Linked DNA regions of Oryctolagus cuniculus: region 1 is linked to region 2. The links are chromatin contacts, called in public Micro-C maps. All regions are on one chromosome and are shown on one strand. The core of a region is the stretch at or near the end of the contact, and the rest is flanking DNA. Distances in the headings are between cores, read along the strand shown. Region 1 has its middle 36 kb from the start of ZFP90. Region 2 holds the start of ZFP90 (ZFP90 zinc finger protein).

Region 1 (6,858 bases), core at 4,303-6,802, 33 kb before region 2:
CGTGTCCTTGGTGCCAATGATGTGGCTGCTGCTGGAATAGTCTACGAGCTCGTGGGTGTCCTGTTGGTGGAGGCCGCACCTGCTTCTCCCACGCACGGGGGCAGAGGAGTCTGTTTTCAAGGGGAGAACATACACCGTGAGGGCAAAGCTTCCCCACCCAACCTTTCTCTTTGAGGTAACAAGTTCTAGCAGCCAGCGAGTACACAGCAACCAGATGGGCCGGGCAGCATTAGGGGTGGGCTCCCTGATCACCACCCCTCAAAGTGTTTGTGGTGGAAAATGAATACAAAGGGGAAAAGGATCAACACTGTCCCTCCCAACAGCAAGTATGGCCTGGCTGGAGGTGGCGGTGGGTGACCACGGAAGAGTTCCTCTTGTGTCTCCAGAGGCCTCCTTAACTGAGCACCCTTCCTCTCAGGAAGCGCCGTTTCTTTTAGCTCCCACCTCTACCTTTCTGTCCCTTGACTTCCTCGCCCTGTCCCTCTCCACACTGTTCTCTTGGTCCATCACCCTCTCTGTCCCTCTTCCACCAATCCCAGCGCTTTACTTCCCACTCCTGGAATCCCGATCTCTGGGATTCGGAGGCGTTAGCTGCTGGTAAAGAACTTGTGACATGCGGGTCCCCACTGAGTTCCTTCCGACTCCTGCAAGGTGGAGGGGAGCTTGTGGAGTCCTGCAGCCCCGCTTAGACAGGCTGCCCACGCAAAGGCTGTTCTTGCCCCAGAGAAGTTCCCAGCACTGCAGTCCTCTCAGCAGGCTCACCACCATCCCGCTGGGTCCTTGAATCAATGGAGCCCCACCCCCAACCCCTCTCCAGAGTCTGATCACTGGATCTCCAACCTTCTATTCCCCAGGGTTGTTCATTGTTGCTACTGTTCATTTATGTCTGAACTAATCCTGTGAAGTCTGTATTTTTTGTCATGCGGCCACTGGAATCTCTGTTCACTTAGCTGGTCGCCGCTAACGATTAGACAGAGATTTTCTTACATGCCTAGGACCACTAAGTCTCCCGGTCTTCGCCAAAGGGCAAGGGACTCCAGTGCAGGGGAGGGCACACCTTTACTACCCAGCAACGTAGTTTATAACTCTGCCTTGGACCTGCCTCACTTCCTAATTGCACAGAGTCTCACATTCAGCCAGTAGTAAGATCTTGGGGCCTTTCTGGATCTTTCCTGAGTACACGCACAGCCCTGGGCATGCCACACAGCCCAATGCATGTGAATAGCTTTCTAGGTTCCCAGGGATATGTTGGGGTTTTTCACTGCATCTTATGGGCATCTCATTCTCCAGCTTTTTCTTTTAAGCTCTTTGATTAGCTTGCTGTTGCACAGACTTACCCAGTGCCTTAGATAACCATGATGTTAAACAACTGTCCTGATCAATTCCAACAGGCACCACTGGGGGAAAGGGTGTTTGCACTGGGCAAGCTCCAAGACAAGCCAAATAAAGATAAATTTTGTGAGTAGAGTCTTACAGGAAACCATTATATGATCAAATATTCATTAATGACAATTCTCTGGGAATGGGACTTTGAAGTGCCAACTCTCTTCTGCCCTTTCTCGTGGCTGCCAGGCTGTGGGTTCCCAAGGCTACAGAGGCACTGAGGAGAAGGATATGTGAACAGGGCCATTGTTCTTACTGAAACGCAGTTTAGAAATGTTCCTGAGATTGCTGCAAGACTGACTGAATTCCAGAATTCTAAAGGTGATTCTTGGGGCCGGCGCTGTGGCGCAGTAGGTTAATACTCCGCCTGTGGTGCCAGCATCCCATATGGGCGTCGGTTCTAGTCCTGGCTGCTCCACTTCTGATCCAGCTCTCTACTACAGCCTGGGAAAGCAGTAGAAGATGGCCCAAGCCCTTGGGCCCCTGCACCCAACGTGGGAGACCCAGAAGAAGCTCCTGGCTCTTGGCTTCGGATTGGCGTGGCTCCGGTCATTGCGGCCATTTGGGGAGTGAACCAATGGAAGGAAGACCTTTCTCTCTGTCTCTCCCTCTCACAGTCTGTAACTCTACCTCTCAAATAAATAAATAAAACATTTTTTTTAAAAAAGGTGATTCTGAGAGTTTCTACCAGTATTTTTGTTGCTTTTTATGGAGCAGATAATTTTGGAGGTCCTTACTCTGCCATCCTCACTGATGTCACTCACATTTCTCTCTTCCTAAGGTCTGTCTTCTGGTTTACCCCTACTCCCAGGCTGAGCCCTTCAAAGTGTCCTAGTTGACAGCCTGGGGTGTACCTGGGGGTGTTCCTCTTAGGAATGGATGGGAAGGAGGGGGTGTCTTAAACTCTCCATGTCCTTGAGAATGCTGAAAACTTCTCGCATCTGATTCTTATCTGCTGATCTGTCAAGCCTCAGCTTATCCCTGTAGGCCAGAATCATCAGCTGCTCCTTTAAAAGGAGGTGCTCATAACATCAGATTCACCTAAATGAGCTCCCCCTCCCTTGCATCCTGGCTCCTCAGTTCCTAGCTGCCTTGGTAGTTTTCCAATGCCTTCTCTCTCTCAGGATTTTTTTTTTTCCATCTCTTCTAGTTATTTCTAGTAGGAAACGTAATTTACTAAAGCTATTCTGTCTTTGCCAGAAATGAGTGTCATATCTATGGCAGGGATCATTTTTCTCTAGTTCAACATCTTCCTGAGGGTGTCTTGAATCCTAACTCTGTATTTGCATTTATTTCTATTTCTATTTATTTAATTTTCTTTGAAAGGCCAAGAGATAGGGACAGAGAAATCTTTTATCCACTGGTTCATTCCCTAAATGCCTGCAACAGTCAGGGTTGTACCAGGCTGAAGTCGAGAGCCTGGAACTTAACTTGGGTCTCCCATGTGAGTGGCGAAGATCGAAGTATTTTAGCCATAACATGCTGCCTCCCAGGGTGCACATTAGCAGGAAGCTGCACTGGAAATGGAGGAACCAGAACTCAAACCAAGCATTCTGACAGGGGATGCAGGTGTCCTAACAGGAATCAGCCATTCGCCAAACTCTGACTCCTAACTCTGTCCTTTTAAAGGCTAACATACATAACATTGTTGCTTTATAATCACTTAGATTTATCCATATTTGCTACTTCCTTTGGGTTCTATCTTTGCTTATGTTTTTGGTTATTTGGGATAATTTTCCTTTTATATGAAACACAGTCTTTAGATGTAAGGTCTGATCGTGATGAAATTCGTTTGTGCTTGCATAAAAGGGACTTACGATGTGCTTACGCCTCAAAGACTTCTTTTATGTCTAGCTGGGCAGGTATTTTCTTTGGTGGAATGAATTCATTCCTCATTCACATGGCTTCCACTGTTGCCAGTGAGAGGTCAGCTTTTATTTCTTTGAAGGCATTTTTATTTTACAATGGCTTTTAAAATTTTTATCTGCCTTTGATTTTCTATTATTTTATCCTGATGTATCTAGTTATAGATTTTTTTGTTTGGCTCCTTGAATATGTATATTGGCATGTCTTCCATAAATTCTGGAACACTCCCAGCCATTAACTTTTTAAGAATTTCACATAGCACTGGCGCCACGGCTCACTAGGCTAATCCTCCGCCTTGCGGCGCCGGCACACCGGGTTCTAGTCCCTGTCGGGGCACGGGATTCTGTCCCGGTTGCCCCTCTTCCAGGCCAGCTCTCTGCTGTGGCCAGGGAGTGCAGTGGAGGATGGCCCAGGTGCTTGGGCCCTGCACCCCATGGGAGACCAGGAAAAGCACCTGGCTCCTGCCATCGGATCAGCGCGGTGCTCCGGCCGCAGCGCGCCGGCCGCAACGGCCATTGGAGGGTGAACCAACGGCAAAGGAAGACCTTTCTCTCTGTCTCTCTCTCTCACTGTCCACTCTGCCTGTCAAAAAAAAATAATTAAAAAAAAAAAAAAGAATTTCACATAGCTTTTTATTTTCCTTTTGGAAATTATTAAATTTATGTTGGACTTCTTACCTAGGGGTTTTAACATGTTTTGGCCTGTCATCTATATTTTCCAACAAACTAGTGTCTCTGCTCACTAGCTTCTAGATAATTTCTTCTCATCCATATTCTAATTCATTAACTCTCTTCTTTCATATCTAGTTTGCTGTTAAACACAAAATTGGGTTTTTTTTAAAAGCTACTTTAAAAATATTCTATTTGGTTATCTTTTCAAATATGCAATATCTTTTTTATGATTCCTGGTTTTTGTAGATATTTTTGTGCTTGTCTTTAACTTTTAAATATAGTACAAATTGCTATTTTATACTTTCTCTAATGATTCCACTATCTGAAGTGAGCACTTTGTTGTCTGTTATTTCTGCATCATATTGTTTCCTTGTATTTCTGGTTATGTCTGAGAGTGTGCTTGGAGTTTTCTCAAAAAAATAAAACATGGGGCCAGCGCTGTGGCATACTGGGCTAAGCCTCCATCTGCAGTGCTGGCATCCCATATGGATACTGGTCCAAGTTCTGGCTGCTCCTCTTCGATCTAGCTCTCTGCTATGGCCTGGGAGAGCAGTATAATAACGTGGCTCAAGTCCTTGGGCCCCTGAACCCATGTGTCAAGAAGCTCCTGCATCAGATCAGCCCATCTCCGGCTGTTGCAGCCATTTGGGGAGTAGCCAGTGGATGGAAGACCTTTCTGTCTCTCCCTCTCTCTAACTCTGCCTTACAAATAAATAAAATCTTAGGAAAAACAACACTTTATTATGTGATTTTTTCCCTAAGGATAGTTTTGTCTCTGCGGAGCAGGAGGGCACACCACCACTAGGGCAATGTTAACAGGGCTCCCTACGCCTCCTGGTGACCTCCGTTTGGAAGCCATATCTAAGTCAGAGATCATTTTTCTAGTTCAACATCTTCCCGAGGGTGTCTTATCCAGGACCTCATTTCAAACATGGGGTTATCAAGTCCACCACCGTCACAGGCGGGCTGGACAGGCGTTGTTTTCATCAGCAAAATGCAGCTTCAAGTGCTGGGACTGCGAAGTGTCCCCTGCTTCTCAGAGGTGGATCCCTAATTCTTCGCGCTCGTCAGCTCTTTGATGCCTTTGGAATGCTTTTCTGAACATCTCACTCCGCCGGCGGTATTTTCTGTGGAAAACTCGGTCCCGGTGGCCTAGCTCGCCATTATTCCCTCCCGCCAGCCTGCACAGAACCCTGCCCGTCCCCAGGAAAGCGAAGAGGAATGGTGTCTGCTCTTCACCCACCCCTACTTCAGAGGACAAGAAACTTAGACTTGCTCAGGAAAAGCCACTTTTTCAAAGCGGAAGCCTGGCCACCTAGAGTTTCTCCGCTTACCTAGCCAATTTCATACGGTTCAATTTATGCGCATTTTTCCGGGAGGTCACGTGTTAACATATGCCTGCATCCCGCCAGAGGGCAAAGCGCGGGAGAAGCGGGGAAGTATCTGGCCCGGGTGTCCTAGTCCCGACCGCGAGCGGCCACGGGAGGAGGGTGACAGGGTCCCAAGGACAAGGAATTCGGCAGAGGCCGCGGAACCACATTCGCTCCCACCGCGCCCAGGGAGCACACACCACCACGCACAAGCCGTCTCTGTCCAGGTCCGAGCGCGAGGCGGAAGACGCCGTACACGGAAGCGGAAGTGCGCCGCCGCCAAGGCTTTCGGGTAGTGTAGTCTGCAGCCGCGCCTCGCGTCCCGGCGCTGCGGAGACTCTTCCCGCGCTGTGCGAACGCACCTGGCGGAAATACGCGTCCTACCCACCACTCACAAATGTCAGGGGACGCCAATGGTCCTCCTTTGGACACCTCTTTAAAGGGTGGACCCACAGCTTCGTATTGTTAGCCCTAAATCGGTGGTGTCACCATTGGAAGCCCTTCTCACTCCACTGTGCCATGAAATCCTCCTTTAGGACAACTTGAGCTGGGCAGAAACGATTTTGTATACTTTCGGTTATTAAAACCTAGCCCGGGGCCAGCGATGTGGCATAGTGGGTAAAGCCGCCGCCTGCAGTGCCAGCATCCCATATGGGCATGAGTTCAAGACCCGGCTGGTCCATTCCGATCAAGCTCTCTGCTATGGCCTGGGAAAGCAGTGTAAGATGGCCCAAGTCCTTGGACACCTGCACCCACGTGGGAGACCTGGAAGAAGCTCCTGGTTCCTGGCTTGGATCGGCACAGCTCCAGCTGTTGGGGCCAACTGGAGAGTGAAGCAGAGGACGGAAGACCTCTCTTTCTCTCTCTCTGCCTCTCCTCTCTCCATGTAACTCTTTCAAATAAAATAAATAATTCTTTAAAAAAAAAAAAAAAACAAAAAACAGAACCCTAGCCCAGCCATTTAAAAATGCCATATTCTTAGATTCACAATTGCCTGCCTATGCCCTCCTACACCCTCTACTCCCTGCCCTTGCCATGTGTTGGGCGAGGTTGGAAACCGAAAGTCGGCATTGAAGGTGAGGCAGGGGAGAAGCTCTGGTGCCCCATCTGGCTGCCTTAGTCCTGTCAGCTTGAGAGCGTGGCCTCCCCCACAGTAACCCTGCATTCAGCTTGACCCCTGCCCTGTGATTCCCAGCAGGACAGCCGGCCTTTTCCTAAGGACTCACACAGTCCTCGCCTTTAACTCCTCTCCTGGCGTTAGCCCTTACTTTGGCGGGCAACCAGTGGGACACACCCCCAATGGCTCTTGACCACCTGACCTCCTCCCTTCCAGGCCCAGGGTGGACGTTCACCAGCCCAGTTTTCCACCCCAGATTGAGCTTCCAATCTAGTTAACTCCTTCATCCCGAGAGGTCCCAACCTGGACAATCAATTATATGGATACCCTGTGCAGGAACCACTGAAATTCTGTATTGTGCTCTTTGGCAACAAAGAGAACAGAAGGAGCAGACCTGTCCTCCCTCTCCCCCTACCCAGGCACAACCCAAATGCCAGCCCTTAAGAGAGCT
Region 2 (7,695 bases), core at 4,143-6,642:
ATAATATCACTGACCACTAAAGAAATACAAATCAAAACTACAAGGAGACACCACTTCACGCCTACCAGGTTGGCTACTATGAAAACAACAGGGGCAGGTATTGTAGCTAAGTGGGTTAAGCTGCCACGTGGGTGTCCATATTTCCTATCAGAGCACCCTTTGGAGTCCCAGCACCTCCACTTCTGTCTCCAGCTTCCTGCTAAATGCAGGCCCTGAGGCAGCAAGGATGGCTGGTGGTTGGGTCCCTGCTACCTACACAGGAGGACTGTACTGAGTTGCCAGCTCCTGTCTTCAGCCTCCATCTGCCCTCTGTGAGAGTGAACCTGAGGATGGCAGCTGTCTCACAAAAAAAACAAACAAACAACCAACAAACAATACCTGTGGCCTACGCTGTGGCATAGTGGCAGGTTAAGCCACTGCTGTGAAGCAGGCATCCCGTATGAGTGCCAACTGGAGTCCTGGCTGCTCTACTTCTAATCCAGCTCCCTGTGAAAATGCCTAGGAAGGCATTGGAAGATGGTTCAAATATCTGGGCCCCAGCCACCTCCGTGGGAGACCCCCAGTGGAGTTCCAGGCTCCTGGCTTCGGCCTGATCCAGCCCTAGCCGCTGTGCCCGTTTGGGAGTGAACCAGTGGATGGATCTTTCTGTGTCGCTCCCCCTCTTCGTGGAGGAACGACACAGGACCCTGCGCTGTTCTTTCGTCTGCTCGGCCCTCCCCGGGTTTGCTGCTGGTTCTTCCCGGGTTGGCTACTGTCCCTTCCACCTCCGTGGAAGGGCGGTTCCCCCTGGCCACTTTCCCCACTTCCGCAGGGGAGCGGCACACCGCCGGCCGGCTCTCTCGGGGGCTGCACAGGTGTTCCTCAGGTGTTCCCCTTAGATGTTCCTGGTGCATGTTGTCTCTCTCCTCCTTTATAGTCCTCTTCCTCCAATCCCAACTCTGCTACCCACACGCCGAGTATGCTGCTCTCCTCCAATCAGGAGCAGGTCCTACAGTTTATTGGTTGAACTGGAGGCAGCTGTGTAGAAGCTGTTTCTCCCTTCTCAGCGCCATATTGTGGGAGAGCAGATGCATAGAATAAGTCTTAATTCCAGTAACTTAGTCTAGTCCGGGTTGCTCCCAGTTGCTCCCCACATTTCTGTATCTGTCTCTCCCTCTCTCCTTGTAACTCTGCCTCTCAAATAAGTAAATATACATTTTTTAACGGTTACCTTCTTAGGTGTGGACATCTGGGCCAGAGACATAAAAACAAAACCAAGGCCGGCGCCACGGCTCACTAGGCTAATCCTCCGCCTTGCGGCGCCGGCACACCGGGTTCTAGTCCCGGTCGGGGCGCTGGATTCTGTCTCGGTTGCCTCTTCCAGGCCAGCTCTCTGCTATGGCCCGGGAGTGCAGTGGAGGATGGCCCAAGTGCTTGGGCCCTGCACCTGCAATGGAGACCAGGAGAAGCACCTGGCTCCTGGCTTCAGATCAGCACGATGTGCCGGCCGCAGCAGCCATTGGAGGGTGAACCAACGGCAAAAAAGGAAGACCTTTCTCTCTGTCTCTCTCTCTCACTGTCCACTCTGCCTGTCAAAAATTAAAAAAAAAAAAAAAGAAAAAAAAAGAAAAACAAAACCAAAAACTACACCCCTACTACAAAATGTCTCCTCCTGACTCAAGCCCCTTACCTGTCCCTCCCCCCTTTTTTCCTTCTTGAGGTAGTTACCTTCCAGGATACTACAAATCACTGGATATTCCAGGATACTACTTATCACTGGAGCCCTCTCCTTCCCCTCCCTAGAATGGAAGCTCCAGGAGGGCAGAGTCCTGGACAGATTTTTGTTCACTGAAGTATCACAACTGCCTAGACAAGCGCCCGACACACTATAGGCTGAATAAGTGAATGAAAGAACGAACGAGTTACAAGGCCAAAAGGAGTCCAAACTCCTTTTTGTTCTCGCCTTCTCATTTCCCGTAGCCCACAGGTGTCTCCCAGGGCACTGCTCCATGAGCAAGGCCCTCATCTTGCTCCCCAGCTTCTCTGACCCAGTCGATCAGCTCTGCTCCCAGACACTGCGTCTTCACTCTGCTCAGCCTCTGCCCTATTCAAAGACATCTCTGACTCCGTCCTGCAGGGAGAATTCCTGCCCCTTCTCCGAACTCAAGCAGCTCCTGGACTTCTGCAGCAGCCCAGGACATCCCTTCTGCAGGGAGCAGAACTAACTGTCCAGACGAGCAGTCACATGACTCGCTCACTCACCCTTGCATTTCCAGAGGTCCGTGCTCAGAGAAGGGGAATTACTGACAAAGAGGGATTTCTGCCTGACATGTCCCATTGCAGGCTTATTGCGAGTTAGATAATCCAAGAACACCACCAGGTCATTCCATTAGAATAAAACTAAATCAGACTGCCTAGGGAACATAGCCTTAAAAGTGAAGTTTAAGGTAGCCTCTAAAATTCTCCACTCAGAACACACACTTTCTCCACTCACAAGGCAGCTCCCCCTTCAGAGGCCCACGCCCCTGGTCATCCTAACTCTCCCTCCTGAGGAGGAAACTCTTTGCAAAGATGAAAATGGCTTGCTCTGGCTCTCCCCAAACCAAGTAACTCTCTCGGCCTAGTAGTGTGACTTGTCTTACTCCTCAGGGCTCTCCCTAAAGAACAGAAACCAGAAGAAGTAAAAATATACCTAAAGGCACTGTATGCTGTGTTTTTTATTTACTGTAAAGCGCTGTAGTTTTACTTGAGAGGCAGGGACAGAGATCTCCCATGCACTGGCTCACTCTCCAACTTTCCACATCAGCAGAGGCAGGACCAGGAGCTGGGAACTTGCGCTAGGTCTTTCCCACAGGTGGTAGGGACTCAACTACTTGAGCCATTGCCTGCTGCCTTCTGGAGTACGCATCAGTAGGAAGCCAGAACCAGAAGTGGAGCTGAGACTCAAACCCAGGCACTCCACCATGGGACGCAGGGGTCCCAGGCAATAAAACGCTTTTAAAGGACATTACTAGTTGTTTTTAATAAACACTTTTAATTTACTTATTGTATTTGAAAGGCAAAGAGACAAGAGACACAGAGAGAGAGAGAGAGATCTCCCACGTGCTGCTTCAAAGGCCTACAAAGGCCTGGGTTGGGCCAGGTGGAAACCAGGACCCTGGGACTGACCGTCAGGGGCTCCTACGTGGTGGCAGGGACTCAAGTTCTTAAGCCACCACCTGCTGCCTTCTAGTACGTGCATGAGCAGCAGCTGGATCCCAGACATGGGACGCCGGCATTTCCAGGAGCATCCTAACAGCAGTGCCAGGCACCCACCCTAAAAGCTGCTTTTAAAGGACATTACTAGTTGGTATTTTTATCTGGACTGATATGACTGTCTCACACATTGCCATCTGGATCCTTTTTTTTTTTTTTTTTTTTTTTTTTTTGACAGGCAGAGTGGACAGTGAGAGAGAGACAGAGAGAAAGGTCTTCCTTTGCCGTTGGTTCACCCTCCAATGGCTGCCGCGGCCCGCGCACTGCAGCCGGCGCACCGCGCTGATCCATTGGCAGGAGCCAGGTGCTTCTCCTGGTCTCCCATGGGGTGCAGGGCCCAAGCACTTGGGCCATCCTCCACTGCACTCCCTGGCCACAGCAGAGAGCTGGCCTGGAAGAGGGGCAACCGGGACAGAATCCGGCGCCCCGACCGGGACTAGAACCCGGTGTGCAGGCGCCGCAAGGTGGAGGATTAGCCTAGTGAGCCGCGGCGCCGGCCTGGATCCTTACATTTTCACCGACAGACTCTGTAAATCCACGGATAACCCCGAGTGAGGATGCTTCTAGAAAATGCGCCCTCTGCCGCAAGTCTAAATGAGCTCCCAAATCAGTTTCATTCACATTAATCAAGGTGCAGGCCGAACTTCCGGGGGCTGCGCACTAGCATTCCTTCATCAAGGCAGAAAAAGACAAGAAAAGGCTGGCGCCGCGGCTCACTAGGCTAATCCTCCGCCTTGCGGCGCCGGCACACCAGGTTCTAGTCCCGGTTGGGGCGCCGGATTCTGTCCCGGTTGCCCCTCTTCCAGGCCAGCTCTCTGCTGTGGCCAGGGAGTGCAGTGGAGGATGGCCCAGGTGCTTGGGCCCTGCACCCCATGGGAGACCAGGAAAAGCACCTGGCTCCTGCCATCAGATGGCGCCGGCCGCGGCGGCCATTGGAGGGTGAACCAACGGCAAAGGAAGACCTTTCTCTGTCTCTCTCTCACTGTCCACTCTGCCTGTCAAAAAAAAAAAAAAAAAAAAAAAAAAAAAAAAAAAAAAAAAAAAAAAAAAAAGACAAAAATTCGGGGCAAGTCAGTCTGATTTTGTCTTTTGCTTTCTTCCTTGCCCAAAAAAAAAGCCCGTTTCCACCAGCCTCTTCCTAGGCAGATTCCGACGGGCCTTCTTCGGCTAAAGTTTCTCTGTGGCCCCCGGGTCAGCCGCTGGGTTCCTCTCCCCTCACTCATCGCCACTCACTTCCTCCTCCCCAGCTGCCTGTCCGTCACCTCACCCTCTCCACGGATGGACAAGAGTTCAAGAACTGGCGTGGCACTCAGCACTCAGCACTGCCGGACATTGCCCAGCATCACCAGACCGCACGGCCCCGGCCCCTCTAGCCCACAGGGCGGCCCCCGCGTTGGGAATCCCGCTCTCTCCAGCCCTGGGCGCCCCGGGGTTTCTCGCGTGGCTACGAGGCTCCAAGTCGCCAGGCGGAGGACACGAACAGTCCCCAAACATGCCCGGGGGGGCCTCGCTGGATGGGACGCCCCCGGAGGTCGGGGACGCGCTGCTCACCTGGGGCGCGGCCGTCGGCGGCCTCGGGGCCATTCCTGCCTCGCCGGGGCCCGCTGCCCGACCGGAGCTGGGGAGAGAGGACAGGGCGTGCTCACCGGCTGCGGCCGCCGCCCGGTCCCACCCCGCCCCGCCGCCCCGCCTCCGGCCCTCGGCCGCTGCAGCCCGAGCGCGGCGGGCAGCGGAGCGTGGGCCCCGCCCGGGCCCGCCGCGCCTCCTTCCCCAGCTGAAAGGCCCGGCCGCCTCCAGGACACCTCACAGCAGTCACGCCCAGTCTCACCCGCTACACGGTGGCCGATGGCCTGCGGGCACCCCCCCACCTCCCGAACCCGTGAGAAGTGCCGCCCCCACCCGCGCACTCGGAATCACCGCCTCCGGGGGCCTCCGAATCTTGCAACCTCAGGCCACCCAGAGCCGCTGGCCGGCTCCTCCCGCGCCTGCAGCAGGCTCGGTTCTCTCCAATCCTGATCTGCTGATGGGCTTGCCCCGAGCGGCCTCAGCCGCACCAGGGCCGGACAATGGCTGCAGCGGCGGGCAGAGCCGGAAGTGCGCCTGCGCACGCGGAGGCTCGCGCCCGCAACCCCGGGACGGTGGCGGATGCGCGAACTACACTTCCCAGACGCCCCCGCGCGCAGGCCCCCACAGAGGCGGCCCCGAGGGGCGCTGCGGTGGGGCCCGCGGTTAGGGCGGAGCTGGGGAGCGGTGTGGCTGTCAATCACTGGGCTCGGTCAGTGAGCCACCGCCATCTTGCTAGCGGGGGTCAGACAGCTGTGGCTTGGGCAGGAGGGGTCTCTGCGTAGGTGCCTGTGGACGAAGTAGACAGTAAGAGCGTAAACATAGCCACGAGATGATTTCAGGTTCTGACGTCAGCTGTTAAGAATGGGACAGGACGGGGAGTGAGGCAGCGTTAGTGCTTGGGCATTCCCGAATCCTTGTCAAGAGGCGATTCTCAGGGCCTGTCTTCACACTGGCTCCCCATACTACACTTACTACGATCAAGAAACTTGACGAAATATTTAATGATACCGCAGAAGAGAAAAAAATTTCCGGGAGGTCCCGCACGAGTGCCGCCCAGACTGTGCCGCAACCATGTTGGACCATGACCTACTATCGCATTGCTTAGGGTGTTGTGCTTGGAGTAAGCCACAGATGATGGCAAATTTCAGCACAAAGATGGTGAACTTCAAGGGGTCGTGGTGCAGTGGGTTAAGCCGCTGTTAGAGATAAGCGCATCCCAAGTCAGAGTTCCTGGTGTGAGTCCCAGCTGCTCAGCTCGTGATTCCAGCTTTCATTGCTCCCGGAGTAAGTGGATGCAGTGGAAAGCACTCGGAGTTTACCCCCCGGGAGAGGGATGTGCAGTTCACAGCAGATAAGAGGCTGTGGCCCCAGAACTCCGAAGTCGGGCACCCCTGAGTCTCCTCTAAGGAATTCACACGTGCACTTCCGTGTTGTTTAGAATATTTTAAAAATCTTTTAAAATGCATGCATGAGCTGGAAAATTGGTAAGGACTACACAGAGGGAAAAAAAAAAAAAAAAAAAAAACGAAACAAAACTGATGACGAGTATAGGCAGAACATTGAAAGCCTGCCTTCCCCTGGAAGTTATCTGCCAAGGGAGACTGCCCTGAGCTTTGTTTCTGGTGCTCCTGAAGCACCAGAGAGGTAACAAAGCCCACGTCCCATCTGAAGTAGGGTGTCTAATGGAGACAACCCCCAACCTCCAGTAAAAATAGGGACTCCAAGGGTGAAACCCTCCACTGGAGACTGCCGTCTTAAACCTTGGACATGGGGGTCAGCGCTGTGGGGGTAAAGCCGCCGCCTGCAGTGCCAGCATCCCATATGGGCGCCGGTTCGAGTTCTGGCTGCTGCACTTCTGATCCAGCTCTCTGCTATGGCTTGGGGAAGCAATAGAGGATGGCCTAAGCTCTTGGGCCCCTGCACCCGTATGGGAGATCTGGAAGAAGCTCCTGGCTCCTGGCTTCAGATCGGCGCAGCTCCAGCCGTTGCAGCCATCTGCGGAGTGAACCACCGGATGGAAGACCTCTCTCTCTCTCTGTAACTCTTTTTTTTTTTCTTTCAAATAAGTAAATAAATCTTTAAAAAATTAATAAAATACACAGAATTAACAGCAGATTAGACATCAGTGACCAGAATGTAGATCTGAGGAAATAATTCACAAATGATGGGATGGAAAAAAAAATGAAGGAGAAAGTGTACAGATGGGGCTGGCATCGTGGCATAGCACGGAAAGTCGCTGCCAATGATGCTGGCATCCCATATGGGCGCTGGTTCACATCCCACCTGCTCTGCTTCCGATCCAGCTCCCAGCTAACGGCCTGGGAAAGCAGTGGAGGATGGCCCAGGTGTTTGGGCCCCTGCCACCTACGTGGAAGGACCCAGATGAAGCGAATGGTTTCCAGCTTTGACTTGGCCTGGCCCCTGCTGCTGTGGCCATTTGGAAAGTGAACGCAGTGGATAGATCTCTGTGTGTGTCTCTTTCTCTCTGTAACTCTTTCAAATAAGTAAATAAATCTTAAACAAAAAATAAAAGTATGGGACTGATATTGTGGCCTAGCAAAGCCACCCACCACCTGTGACACCACCACCCCATGTGGGCACCAGTTCGTGTCCTGGCTGTTCCACTTCCAATTCAGCTCCCTGCTAATGTGCCTGGGAAAAGCAGTGGAAGATGGCCTGAGTTCTTGGGCCCCTGCCACCCTCGTGGGAGACCCGGAAGAAGCTCCTGGCTTTAGTCAAACCTAGCCCCAGCCATTGCAGCCATCTGGGGAGTAAACCAGCAGATGGAAGCTCTCTCTCTCTCCCTCTCTCTCTGTGTAACTCTGACTTTCAAATAAATAAACAAATCTTAAAAAAAAAACAAAACCAGACTCAGCCATAACATATCTAATCTGG

What was found. Hi-C and Micro-C count contacts between places; a contact is called where the count stands out from the background.
Region 1: a Micro-C map of ear pinna shows a contact between it and region 2, with 4 times the contacts expected there. The contact joins the enhancer-like site here to the promoter of ZFP90 in region 2. A contact is called at or near these places in 3 of 6 Hi-C or Micro-C datasets (ear pinna, psoas muscle and an unstated tissue).

The regions. Positions count from the first base shown.
Region 1 is chr18:51,766,770-51,773,627 of mOryCun1.1, reverse strand. No RefSeq gene overlaps it. Among named protein-coding and RNA genes, the nearest start is that of ZFP90, 36 kb to the right of the region's middle. Within about 2 kb of position 5,552, at least 8 of the 8 cell types and tissues checked have an H3K27ac peak or open chromatin away from gene starts, as enhancers often do. A contact at or near this core is called in ear pinna, where this site is marked.
Region 2 is chr18:51,732,315-51,740,009 of mOryCun1.1, reverse strand. ZFP90 (ZFP90 zinc finger protein) reads right to left here and starts at 5,392. Exons shown (of 4, transcript XM_070062656.1): 1 at 5,134-5,392.